Regions from separate parts of the Muntiacus reevesi genome. Here all the other regions are linked to region 1. The links are chromatin contacts, called in public Hi-C maps. All regions are on one chromosome and are shown on one strand. Each heading gives the region's core, a stretch centred on a gene start, on an enhancer-like site or on the middle of the called end of the contact. The rest is flanking DNA. Distances are from core to core; before and after follow the strand shown. Region 1 holds the start of YWHAZ (tyrosine 3-monooxygenase/tryptophan 5-monooxygenase activation protein zeta). Region 2 holds the start of PABPC1 (poly(A) binding protein cytoplasmic 1). Region 3 holds the start of ZNF706 (zinc finger protein 706).

Evidence for each region. A called contact is a pair of places that touch in the nucleus more often than the background predicts.
Region 2: a Hi-C map of blood shows a contact between it and region 1, with 3 times the contacts expected there. The contact joins the promoter of PABPC1 here to the promoter of YWHAZ in region 1. A contact is called at or near these places in 2 of 3 Hi-C or Micro-C datasets (blood and muscle).
Region 3: a contact with region 1 is called in a Hi-C map of muscle, with 4 times the contacts expected there. The contact joins the promoter of ZNF706 here to the promoter of YWHAZ in region 1. A contact is called at or near these places in 2 of 3 Hi-C or Micro-C datasets (blood and muscle).

The regions. Positions count from the first base shown.
Region 1 is chr12:17,517,737-17,521,537 of mMunRee1.1, reverse strand. It overlaps YWHAZ (tyrosine 3-monooxygenase/tryptophan 5-monooxygenase activation protein zeta), which reads left to right and starts at 2,457. Exons shown (of 6, transcript XM_065903424.1): 1 at 2,457-2,606. It overlaps LOC136145167 (a long non-coding RNA gene), which reads right to left and starts at 1,479. Exons shown (of 4, transcript XR_010658709.1): 1 at 1,089-1,479.
Region 2 is chr12:17,312,808-17,317,019 of mMunRee1.1, reverse strand. PABPC1 (poly(A) binding protein cytoplasmic 1) reads left to right here and starts at 2,461. Exons shown (of 15, transcript XM_065902495.1): 1 at 2,461-3,177. The coding sequence starts at 2,985.
Region 3 is chr12:17,744,107-17,747,813 of mMunRee1.1, reverse strand. ZNF706 (zinc finger protein 706) reads left to right here and starts at 2,268. Exons shown (of 4, transcript XM_065902831.1): 1 at 2,268-2,530.

The DNA.
Region 1 (3,801 bases), core at 1,208-3,707:
AAGGGCATATTTTCTATCTATATATATACTTGAGCTATTAAACAACCTCACTTTTTTTGATGGAGTGCGGATTATGAGAAATGTTTCATCCCACAGACAGAATCCAGGTCATGGCAGTGAAAGCCTGGAATCCTAACCATTAGGCCACCAGGGAACTCCCATCCCTTTCCTTTTAGGAAAGATTTTTTAAACTTAGTATCTTCTGTCTTTCTGGTGCTGAAATCTGGTATAAAACAAGAATTTCTTTTAAAGAGACAAGAATTTCTTTTAAAGAAAGCTTTTAAAATATTAGTCATTTTAAGTGAGTCACTCCCTAAAAGAATTTGCTTGAGAGTCAAAGAAAGGTGACTTTAATATCCCAGAAACAAAACTCTGATCAATTCGTTCATCCATTCTGTCTACTATTAATCTGTTCCGACGGGGAAAATAAAATACTGAAATTGAACTGGTCAGTAGAAAACCCTCTTTCTGGTTTATATTTTACTATCTGCCAGTTGGAACTTCAGGCCAAATGTGGTTTGTAGAACAGTCTTGTGGCACAGACACTGTATCCATCATACAGAACAGACAAGGTGCTCTGAAGCGCCAGGCACTGGAAGAGTGACGAAACATTTTACGTGACAGTTACCGATAAATTCAATCCTCTAGGGAACTTGGAGGCTTAACTCCTGGAAGGCTCTTTTGTCAGCTGTGCCTAAAGCAGGGCCCTAGTATGTGTTCGGGTTTGTAGGTCAGTTGGTAAAGAATCTGCCTACAATGCAGGAGACCTAGTTCGATTCGCTGGTCGGGAAGATCCCCTGGAGAAGGAAATGGCAACCCACTCCAGTATTCTTGCCTGGAGAATCCCTTGGACAGAGGAGCCTGGCAGGCTACAATTCATGGGTCACAAAAGAGTCGGACACGACTTAGCGACCAAACCACCACAGTAGGTGCTTAATAAAGTGATGTTGGAAAAGTCAATGAGGCCAAGATGGAGCTCACACATGGGTAGCAGAAAGAGTTCTTGAGTTCTAGAAACTCTCAATGACTTTTGCAATTGGTTTGGTAGGTCATCCAGGCACTAATGTTTTCTAAGTTCTAACACTTACCTAAAGGAAGACGGATCAAAGACATTTCACACAGTGAATGCATGTCTTTGAACTTCCTGAAGTTGACTGGGTGGAGGCCCTACCGTTTTAGGTTGGCACGTAAACGCGGCACCTGCAATTTCCGCCCTTCTCTTTCCGCTCTTCCTGGCTCCTGGTCCCTGCTCCTCACCCCGCCCGCGGCCCACCGCCCGCTGGGTCAACCCGGGCCCTGGGAACAGCACGTCCCTCCCTCAGGAGAAAACAGGTAATCACGTTTTAAACCACGGAAGCATGAGGTCTCTTATTTTGGAGAGAAAAAAATTCAACCTACGAAAAACGAGGGAATACAGTCAAACCTCTATGCCTCCTGTCTTGTTATGGCCTCGAGCCCCCTCAAAGTCTCCACCTAAGGACGCCGGCTTTCCCTCTCAGAGGCTGAAGGCCCTGTGAGAGGCTCCTCCCAGGCCTCACCTCCCGCCAGCTCCGCCCGCCACACCTCACTCCCATTTGGTGCCCACCCATTGTCTCCTCGCAGCTGTCACGGCGCACTGATGCCCCAGTCCCGACTGGAAAAACCAACTGGTTGCTCAGTCCACGTACTGGGACCGGACGCCTCCCTCTCTCCCGAGCCTTAAAAGGCCTCTGGCCGCCGTCCCTGAGGTAGCAGGTAAAGCGGCGGCAGCGGAAAGGAGAAAGGGAGGGGCCGCGCGCCCCGATCGCCCCGCCCGGCGTGTGTGTCAGGGGAACCTGGGGGTCTAGCGCGCCACATTGCCCCTCCCCGACCCTTTGACCGTGCCCCGCACCCCCAAGTCCAGATCATAATGCCCGTGCCTTGGAGCCGCTCTCGTAATCTAGCCCCCGCTCGGATGCCCCCGGGGGGCAGTTACCGCGGCGAAACACGGAGGGCGGGGCGGGCCAGGCGGATGGGAGGGGGCGGGGGTGTGAAAGGTCCCGGATGTTGCCGAACGGGCGCCCCTTCTAGAGGGAGTAACTGGCGCAGGCGCAGAAGGGTCGCACGAACCCTAAGGTGGGGGTGGGGAAAAATTGCCTCCCGACTGATTTTGGGGGAGCGAGCCGGAGAAGAGTTGCGGGGGATCCGAGGGGAATGCGAGGGAAACGGTGGGGATACTGGTGACCAGAGGAAGAAAAAAAGAGCTTTCTGTTCGGGCACCCTCAGGACAGGAGTAGAGAAGTTGGAAGCCAAGAGGGCTGGGGAGGAGAGTTGGGAGCCGAGGGAACGCGCGCGCTCCTCCGCTCGCCCTCTAGCGCGGGCGGGCAGGACGGCCGCGAGCTGGGGAGCGGCGGTTGCTCTGGGCCCCCAGAGCTGTGGGCACCAATCAACGGTTGCCATAGCAGCGTTTGACGTCATCGTGCGTGTGGTGCCCCTGCTGCCGGGGCTGGTGATTGGAGGAAACCCCGTGTCTGCGGAGCGGCTGTAGCCTGTGAGCTGCGAGATCCAGGGACAGAGTCTCAGCCTCGCCGTTGCCGCCCAGAGACTGCTGATCCCCGTCCGTCCGTCGCCACCTACTCCGGACACAGGTAAGGGACTCAGCCGCCGCCGCCGCCTCGCCCCGCTCCTTCCTGTCCCAGGCCAAGCATTCGAAAGCGCGGGAACAGTCCCCGCTCCGCATCCCCTCAAGCCCTGCTCGCCCGCGGTGGGGAGCGGCGCTGGGCTGAGGCGGAGTCTCCTCAGGCGGAGACGGGCGGCGGCTTCTCTTCCGCTGGGTTCTGGCGGGCGGCTCGCGGCAGCCTCTGGCTACTTGCTTCCGCATCGACGCTTCGGCCCGGAGGGGCGCCCGGTCTGATCCGGTCCCCGGGGATAGGGGGTGGTGGGTAGGGCGACCGCACGCCAGGTTTCCCCCAGGGACCCGCCCGGTTGCAGGCCTCCCGAGGGTGACCGAGGCAGCGCCGGGCGCGATCCGTTCCTTTTTCGCACCCCCCACCCACCCCCCGACAGCCCCCTCCTCCGCGCCGCCCCACTGCCCGCTTCCGCCCGAGAGAGAATGACTCGGCGGCCGCGGGCATTGCAGTGGCGCAGGTGAGGCCGCCCCCTCCCCGCCGCCCCCCGTCCCCTCCCCCCGCCTCTCCCGCCCTCTCGGCGGCGCAGCCTCCGCGCCCGGCGCTGCGGTGGCACCCAGCCCTCCTCCCCAACCTGGGCGGCGGCGGCGGCGGCGGCGGGAGTGTCGGCCCTGGTCACGGGGCTGCGAGCCAAGGCGGCCCGGAAGCGCCCGCCAGGTAGAGCGGGGCGAGGCCGTGCTTCTGTCGAGCCGGTCCCGGGGTGGGGCTCGCCCGAGACCTCGAGCCGAATTTCCCGGGTTCCGCGGGGGTGGTGGTGGGGGGGGGGCGGGGAGTACTTGAATATTCCCGGCGTGGTGGGGGGGATGGGGCTGGCTTTCTGTCTCCGCGTGGAGGGGGGGCGGCGGTGTTCGGAGCCCAGGTAGGGGATAGCGTTGAGGGTGGGAAGACGGGGGACCACAGGACTCGCTCGTCCTCCCGGGGGTGGGGGGGCCTGGTAGACGTGAAGGTCCGTGCGCTGGTGTGTATCGACCGGGACCCCGCTCGGCGGGGCGGGTGAGCCCGCGCGTAACAGCCGGCGGCGGCCGGGCTCGCCTGGGTGTGGCTCGCCCCCTCCCCCACCGGTTGCAGCTGTCGGGCCCCCGGAGACTAAAGGAGCACCCGCGGCGGCCGGTGGCGGACGGACGCCGACGGGAGAGTGGGGTGTGTCCGCGGTCGG
Region 2 (4,212 bases), core at 1,212-3,711, 200 kb after region 1:
TAACAAAGAGAAGTCTTCTGTGAGTTATTAATCCAGAAGCTAGTGAAACCTGAGAGTAAGCCCTTTCTAGTGACTGGAGAACCCACATCCACTTTAGAATGCTTGCCAAAGTTTCCGCTCTCTTACAAAATTTTCTAGATTCAAAGCAGACCATTCCCGCCGCCCCCCCCCCCCCCACCTTTTATTACTTACAATGATGTTTCAGTGAGCTCCATCAGAAATTGCACCCTCATCTTTCTCTACCAGCGGTGTGGATACTCTTAGCAATTATATATGTTTTTTGGTGGTTTCAGCTCTTGGTGTGATCGAATTTCCAAGTTATAGGTGGTGATTTTATTTCACATTTCTTTTAATTAGTGTACCTCTTCTTTCATTCGTCTGATTTTTTTAATACTCTGTTCAGCAATTTAATGAAAATACTAAAATGAAATCATATTTTCTTTTAAAGTAAACAATGGAATTTCCATCCTCATTTTTTTAAGAAAATAAATTTAGAATCTAATAGAAAATCATCACAGCCAGATAAAACACTGGGATTGGATGTTTACTGTACTCACTGTAATGCTTATATGATTACCAGAGAACTCATTAGAAGACTCCTGAGGAAAGAAATTTGTGTCTGTCAAGTATCTTCCTCACATCCAGATGCACTTGGTAGGTATTCAATAAACGTATGTATGGACTGACTTTAACTACAGAGTTCTAATAGAGTGAATGGTGATTTGTCATCTAGGATAAGATCTGTCTTCCTAATACACAGTTCTCAGTCTCCAGTCTTGCTCTTTTACCTAATAAAATACATAAGGTAACTTGTTTTCCAAAATATCAGTATTATCTTCTTCCTACCAAGATAGGGGCAAAATAGCACTTATGTGGGATTCTTCAGGTTTAAATTTGAATTGAGAATCAAGTACCCAGTCCACAACCAAAGATATATTTAACGTGCCTGAAAGTTTACTGAATTAAAGAATGAATTGGACAGTCATTTGAGACCGTTCTCTTAACAGTAAAATAAAATTATTACTTCTCGCTCCACTTTCCACACAAGATTGCTGTAGGGAACAAAAGATGCTAAAGCTTTAAAAATTGTAAAGTACATCTCTTCTCGGCCTTTTGGCTAAGATCAAGTGTAAAAATTGTAAAGTTCACTACTACTTTGAAGTCGGATTTGCATGTTGACTTAATGTCTTTCCTATCAACTGGTATTTTTGCAATAGCCTTCCTATTAAAGCTCCCAACTAACTCCACAACTGTTGTACAGATTTTTAATACTGCGTTTAGGCGATTTCTAATTATGCCTGGTTGCAAGTCTGTGAAGCCATGTACGACTGTGACAGACTCGCACTTTGCAGGAAAACATTTTTCTGGAGTCCTGTTCTCTGTTTCAAATTGCTGGCAGAAGTAGCACGAAATCAGTGACTCCACCCTGACCTCTTAAGTGAACTGTGATCACGGTACTTTAAAAAGGGAAGCGGACAAAGACCTCAAAATAGTTTGCCCAAATTAAAATCACGCTGACCAACGACAGCGCCCAGATGGGAGACCCGGTAAGAGTCTTAAGGGCTCGGAATGGAGAGGCCCCGGAGTCCGAGAGCCCCTCCGCACCCCGGTCCTCTATTGGAAGCACGACCCAGGTCCGGAGCTGGAACGGTTGCGGGGGTTGGGGATGGGTGAGCCCCCGAGCGGGCGGCCAGGACCCGCCGCCGGTTGGGGGTCAGCGAGCGCCGCGGCCGTTGAAGACTCCAGCTCCCAGCAGGCACCGCTTCCGCGGCCGAGGCGCGTGGCGGCGCTGCCCGCTGGGACTCGTAGTGCGGTCTGGTAGGAGAACCGGGGAGCCAGCTTGGGCTCCTTTTCGCCCACGTTGCGGAAACTAGGCCTGGGGGAATCACGCCGGCCCACTCCCGCCTGGCGACCCTAGGGGGCGGGGTGGGGGCGAGTGGAACGACTGGCTGCGGCGGGAAGAGGGCCTTTGGGGGTCGCGCACGTGGGGGGTAGTTAAGCGCCGAGAAACCCGGAAGCCCCGCGCACCGCCCACCGCCCTGGTGACGGCTCAACGCCTCTACCCGGTGGAGGTGGGGCGGGGTGTGTGGGAGGAGGGGCCGGCCCACCCGGCTCCTCAGAGAGACGCCCGCGAGCCGGCCCTCCCCTCCCCTCCCCCACGGGTCCTACGCCGCGCGGGGCCCGCCCACACCCCCACCCCCGACCCCGGCGCGTGCGCAGAAGCCCCGCCCCTCCGCCCCAGCCCCACCCACTACAACCGCAGCCGCTGCCGCCGCCGCCACTTCCTCTCCCTTCCTCTCTGCTCTTTTTCCTCCTCCTGTTTTTCTCTTCCCTCCTCCCCCTCCGCCTCCTTGTCTCCTCCCCCTCCGGCGCTGACGCTCGCGTAGGGCCCTGGCGTCAGACGCGCGGGGGGCGGGGCGAGTGCGGCGGGGGGTATAAGTAGAGGGTGCAGGAGGCGGTGCTTCCCCTTCTCCCCGGCGGTTAGTGCTGAGAGTGCGGAGTGTGTGCTCCGGGCTCGGAACACACATTTATTATTAAAAAAATCCAAAAAAAATCTAAAAAAATCTTTTAAAAAACCCCAAAAAAAATTTACAAAAAAATCCGCGTCTCCCCGCCGGAGACTTTTATTTTTTTTTTCCTTCCTCTTTTATAAAATAACCCGGTGAAGCAGCCGAGACCGACCCGCCCGCCCGCGGCCCCGCAGCAGCTCCAAGAAGGAACCAAGAGACCGAGGCCTTCTCCCGCTGCCCGGACCCGACACCACCACCCTCGCTCCCCAGCCGGCAGCCAGCAGCCAAGCCTCCAGCGGCAGCGGATCGACCCGATTCTGCGGCCGTTGAGTAGTTCCCGATTCCGCTTGATTTTTGTCCCTCTGCGCTTGCCCCCGCTCCCCACCCCCCGGCTCCGGCCCCCCGGCCCCGGCACTCTCTCCCCTCCTCTGACGGGAAAGGTCGCGCGGCCTGTGGCCCTGCAGCCGTGCCGAGATGAACCCCAGCGCCCCCAGCTACCCCATGGCCTCGCTCTATGTGGGGGACCTACACCCCGATGTGACCGAGGCGATGCTCTATGAGAAGTTCAGCCCGGCCGGGCCCATCCTCTCCATCCGGGTCTGCAGGGACATGATCACCCGCCGCTCCTTGGGCTACGCGTATGTGAACTTCCAGCAGCCGGCGGACGGTGAGAGCCGGGCCCGGCGGGCGGGCGGCCGGGCGAGCGGCCATGAGGCTCAGGCGGCGGCGGGCGGGCTAGGCCGGCGGGCCCGGGGGGGAGGGGGCGGGAGGGCATGTCACCCCACCCGAGGCCAGCGGGCAGAGGCTGGGGCGTCAGGACCCCGGCTCCTCGCGCCGGCCGGGGCCCGCGCCGCCGGCAGCCGCACGCCCCTCGCGCGCCCGGCCACTTCCTTTTCCGCGACCATTTTCTCGGCCTCAGCAGCGCTCAAACTTTAGGGTGATGACGCGCCCGGAGGGTGGGTGAGGTTGGGTTCTAACACGACCCGGTGCTCCCCCAGGTAGCGGCGAGATCTTGAGGGTGTCGAGCGCCGATCCCCTTCTCCGGTAGTCGGTGGAGGCGCTCCCACCACCCCCAGGCTCCTGCCGGCGCCCCAGGACAGGGAGGAAGTGCATTTCAGTGCTCGAAAAATACCACGTGTTGAACCCGGTAACCTCCCAGGCCCGAGGCCTGTACCCTGTCGCGGGTCCAGTCGCCTGGGGAAGCCGCGGGGACTTGGAATAAAGTTAATCTGGTGCTCTGGTGGTCGTCCTCAGGTTTCTGCGACCACTCTCACTAACGTGTGTGTGACTGACGGCTCCAGAAGTGTAAATTACCAACCAGACGTTGCTTTGGGGGTTTTCCCTTAGTTCAGACAGTTCTTGAAGCAGCAAGTTTGGAGAGAGGGGATGTAGAAGATGACCCATCGTTTTCTCAGGCAATTTAGTTAGTTTTGATTTTTAAAATCTAGTTAGTTTCGTGGTACTGGTAATTCGGGGTTTGTTTTTTTCCATCTCCTGAAATCGTCTCTGGTTTTGAAAGATTTTACTTTAAAAAGTCGTCCCCAATTTTGACTAAAATGTTGCTTGTGAGTGTAGTGTGTACTAGACCATTATACTTATGTGGTATTCTAGTGGTGATTTCCTTATAAAAGTGGTCCATTATATTCATACATTATGGGGAATGATTGAGTGAAAAGGAAGGGATTAATTAGTTTGAATGTAT
Region 3 (3,707 bases), core at 1,019-3,518, 230 kb before region 1:
ACAACAGACTGGTTCCAAATCGTGAAAGGAGTAGGTCAAGGCTGCACATTGTCACTCTGTTTATTTAGCTTATATGCAGAGTACATCATGAGAGATGCTGGGCTGGAAGAAGCACAAGCTGGAATCAAGATTGCCAGGAGAAATATCTATAACCTCAGCTATTGCAGATGACACCACCCTTATGGCAGAAAGTGAGGAGGAGCTAAAGAGCCTCTTGATGAACGTGAAAGAGGAGAGTGAAAAAGTTGGCTTAAAGCTCAACATTCAGAAAACTAAGATAATGGCATCCGGTCCCATCACTTCTTGGCAAATAGATGGGGAAACAGCGGAAACAGTGGCTGACTTTATTTTTCTGGGCTCCAAAATCACCACACTGCTGCCATGAAATTAAAAGATGCTTACTCCTTGGAAGGAAAATCATGACCAACCTAGACAGCATATTAAAAAGCAGAGACATTACTTTGTCAACAAAGGTCCCTATAGTCAAGGCTATGGTTTTTACAGTGGTCATGTATGGATGTGAGAGTTGGACTATAAAGAAACCTGAGCACCGAAGAATTGATGCTTTTGAACTGTGGCGTTGGAGAAGCCTCTTGAGAGTCCCTTGGACAGCAAGGAGATCCAACGAGTCCATCCTAAAGATCAGTCTTGGGTGTTCATTGGGAGGACTGATGTTGAAGCTGAAACTCTGGTACTTTGGCCACCTAATGCAAAGAGCTGACTCATTTGAAAAGACCCTGATGCTGGGAAAGACTGAGGGCAGGAGAAGGGGATGACAGAGGATGAGATGGTTGGATGGTATCACCGACTCAATGGACATGGGTTTGGGTGGACTCCAGGAGTTGGTGATGGACAGGGAGGCCTGGCGTGCTGCGGTTCATGGGGTCACAAAGAGTCAAGACAGGACTGAGCGACTGAACTGAACTGCACTGAACTGAAGCATTGGGTATATAGAGGCACAAATGAGCTTACAATTGAATACTGGAGAAATATTGATTTGAACACGTGACTTTAAAACTGCAATATGGGAGGGCATGAAAAGGCAAGAGGAACTGAAATGAGGATGAAAAGGAAGGACTGAACAACCAGATCCATGTCTTATGCCACCCAAATGCAATCAGCAGTTAACTCCTCCCTGGCTAAACAATTGTGTGACTATACATTTCCCAATCCAGGTAACTTGCGTTGTACTATGTTCAACTAACATTTTCCTGCCCACTGACAAATTTGGGTAAGCGGAGGCTATGGGCAAGGTGGGAACGTCAAATGTAAGAGCCTTCTTTGTTGTTTTATCTGTAGTTCTAACTAAAAACCAATGTGTGTTGGGGGTGCGGAGGGCGAGGGGGAAAAAAAGCCAATGTCTAGCAAGTCTTTTCCAGATAAACTTTAATAATCGTTACAATCGCCATCTCTCTTGATTCAGCTATTAGAAATTACCAGTTGTGGCTTGTAAATCAAGACTCCCGGCTCCCCTCCCCGCCCCCCGCCCCAAATCATCTCAACCATTCCCTTAAATGTTAACAACTCAGTATATTGTTAAGTAGTCAGCCTGAAACAGTCAGGGAGGTCTAGCCGACAGTTCTCAGTGAGACAGTCAGGCGTGAATCGTGAACTCACTAAAACCCTCAGATTGGTCAAACAACCGGGGTTTCCGTGGGAACGAGGTAAAAGGCAGCTTGTGAGAGAACAAAGGCTGCGCGTCCCAGGCAAGGCCCTCCCGGCCCGCTGGCCTCACTGGAGGCGGGGTCGGCGGCGGCGGTGCGCCCGGGTGGCTGGCTCCCAGGTCGGTAACCCACGCCGCCGCGGCGCTGGCGCGCCTCTCTGGAACCCCCCCCAACCACCACCAACACCACGCTTCCACCAGGCCGAGACTGGAGACTCGTGAGAAGGAACGGGCGCGGGGGCTGAGGCCGGGCCGCCGCCTGAGTCAGTGAGCAAGCGACCTGTGAATCACACTGCAGGCCGTTACCCGACAGGACCGAGATCACGCGGCTCCCGGGGCCGGCTGAAGCCGCCTAGAAAGGAGCACGCCGGAGGGGAGGGGCGCCGGGGACAGAGCGCGACGTCCCCTGCCGTTCCTGTCTCTGAGAGGCCGCCTTCCCGGCCAGGCCTCGCCCCTCGCGCTTATGTAATAGGGGCGCGCTGCCATTGGCCCGCGAAACCGGAAGAGGCGCAGGCGCGCGTGCGGGTGGGGAGGTGGGGAGGCGGTCTGGAGGCCGGGGTAGGAAGGCGAGTGGGCGGGGGCTGCGCGGAACAGGCGGCGCTGGGGCGACTGGGAGAAGTGCGCGGCGTGCGCGAGCACGAGGCGTAGTGGCCTCCCTCAAGGCAGAGGCGGCGGGCGCGCGCGGCGGCGGCGGCGGGTGCGAGGCGCGGGCTGTTGTGCTGCCGGCTCTCGCTTTTCCCCTCCTCGGCGGGTGGAGGAGGCTGAAGCGGTGCTGGGCGCGCTCCCCTTCCTCTCCCTCCGGCCACCTCCCCCCGCGAGCCCTCTCGCGCTGCGCGGTCTCTCCGACGCAAGACTGTCCCGGCCCGGGTGAGCGGCTGTGGGGGTGGCGCTGACGCCGCAGGACGCCCGGGAGCCGGGGTGGGGGGCCTGCCGGCTGGGTCGGCGGGGGGCGTGAGGAGGCGGGCAGGTCAGCGCGGGTCGCGAGGGGCCGCCGGCCTGCCCCGCCTCCTTGAGGGGCCGCCGAGCCTGCCCTGTCCCGGCGCGGGCCGCCGGGAAGGAGGGGAATCTCGGGCGCCCGCCAGGCCCTGCAGGTGGCCGGCTCGCAGGCCGGCCCCGGCGGCGGCGGAGCGGTAGCCTTATCCGCTGGCGGCAGCAGCTGGTCGGTTTCCCTCAGCTGGGACTCCGGGTGCCCGAAGGGGCCGGGTTTCGGGCAGCGGAGGCCCCCGGGAGGCGCGTCTCGGGCCAGGGTCCGTGAGGAGGGGCCGGTAGGTAGGGGGTTCGGTGGCCAAAAAAGAGGAGGAATTCTCTCCCAGGCGGGAGAGGCCGGTCTGGGAAGGAAGGTGTGCCGAGCTTAACAGCCGGGTTCAGCGAAGTGCTGGGTAAGATAGACCTAACTGCCGGCCCTTTCATCCTCCCTCCTCTCTGAAAGGGACTTAGTTCATTAAAAAAGCCAGAGTCAAGTTGTTGTTCACTGCCCGGGCCTCTTCGTTTTCAGATACTTAATGGAAAATGATCCTACTTCCTGGATTCAAAAATTTTTTCTCTTACTCGTTTGTTTTGGTTTTAGGAGACTCTTTGGGGCAAGGCTTATATTCGGTACCTCCTGTAAGAGTCCCTCATATTGGAAGAACTCGTTATTCGCTTTACTTACTTCCCTCTTTACAGCCCCCCTCGGAGAACCATACAAAATAAAGTTATAAGCCAGCTTCTAGGTATTTGTAAATGACTTCTTGCCCCTCAGTTCGCTGCATTTAATCAAAGAGAAGTTATGCTTAGTTACGCTTAAGATTTTGTAGAAAACTCAGTTGGCTTGCGAGCAAGCCCTGAGTTGAGCTGTCCAAAAGCAGGTGGTTTGTTCGTTTGCATTTCTGCTTTCAGAAAGGAAATCAATGCAAGCGTGTCGCTAGAACTTAGGGGCCGGTCTTACGCATTTAGACTGATTTCAATTTCCTTTACCTCGTGTTTTCTGTTTTAAAAATAAGAACAGCAACCACAATCTTTTCTTTATTGAAGCTGTTATGGTTTTTTTGTTACTTTTGTGAGA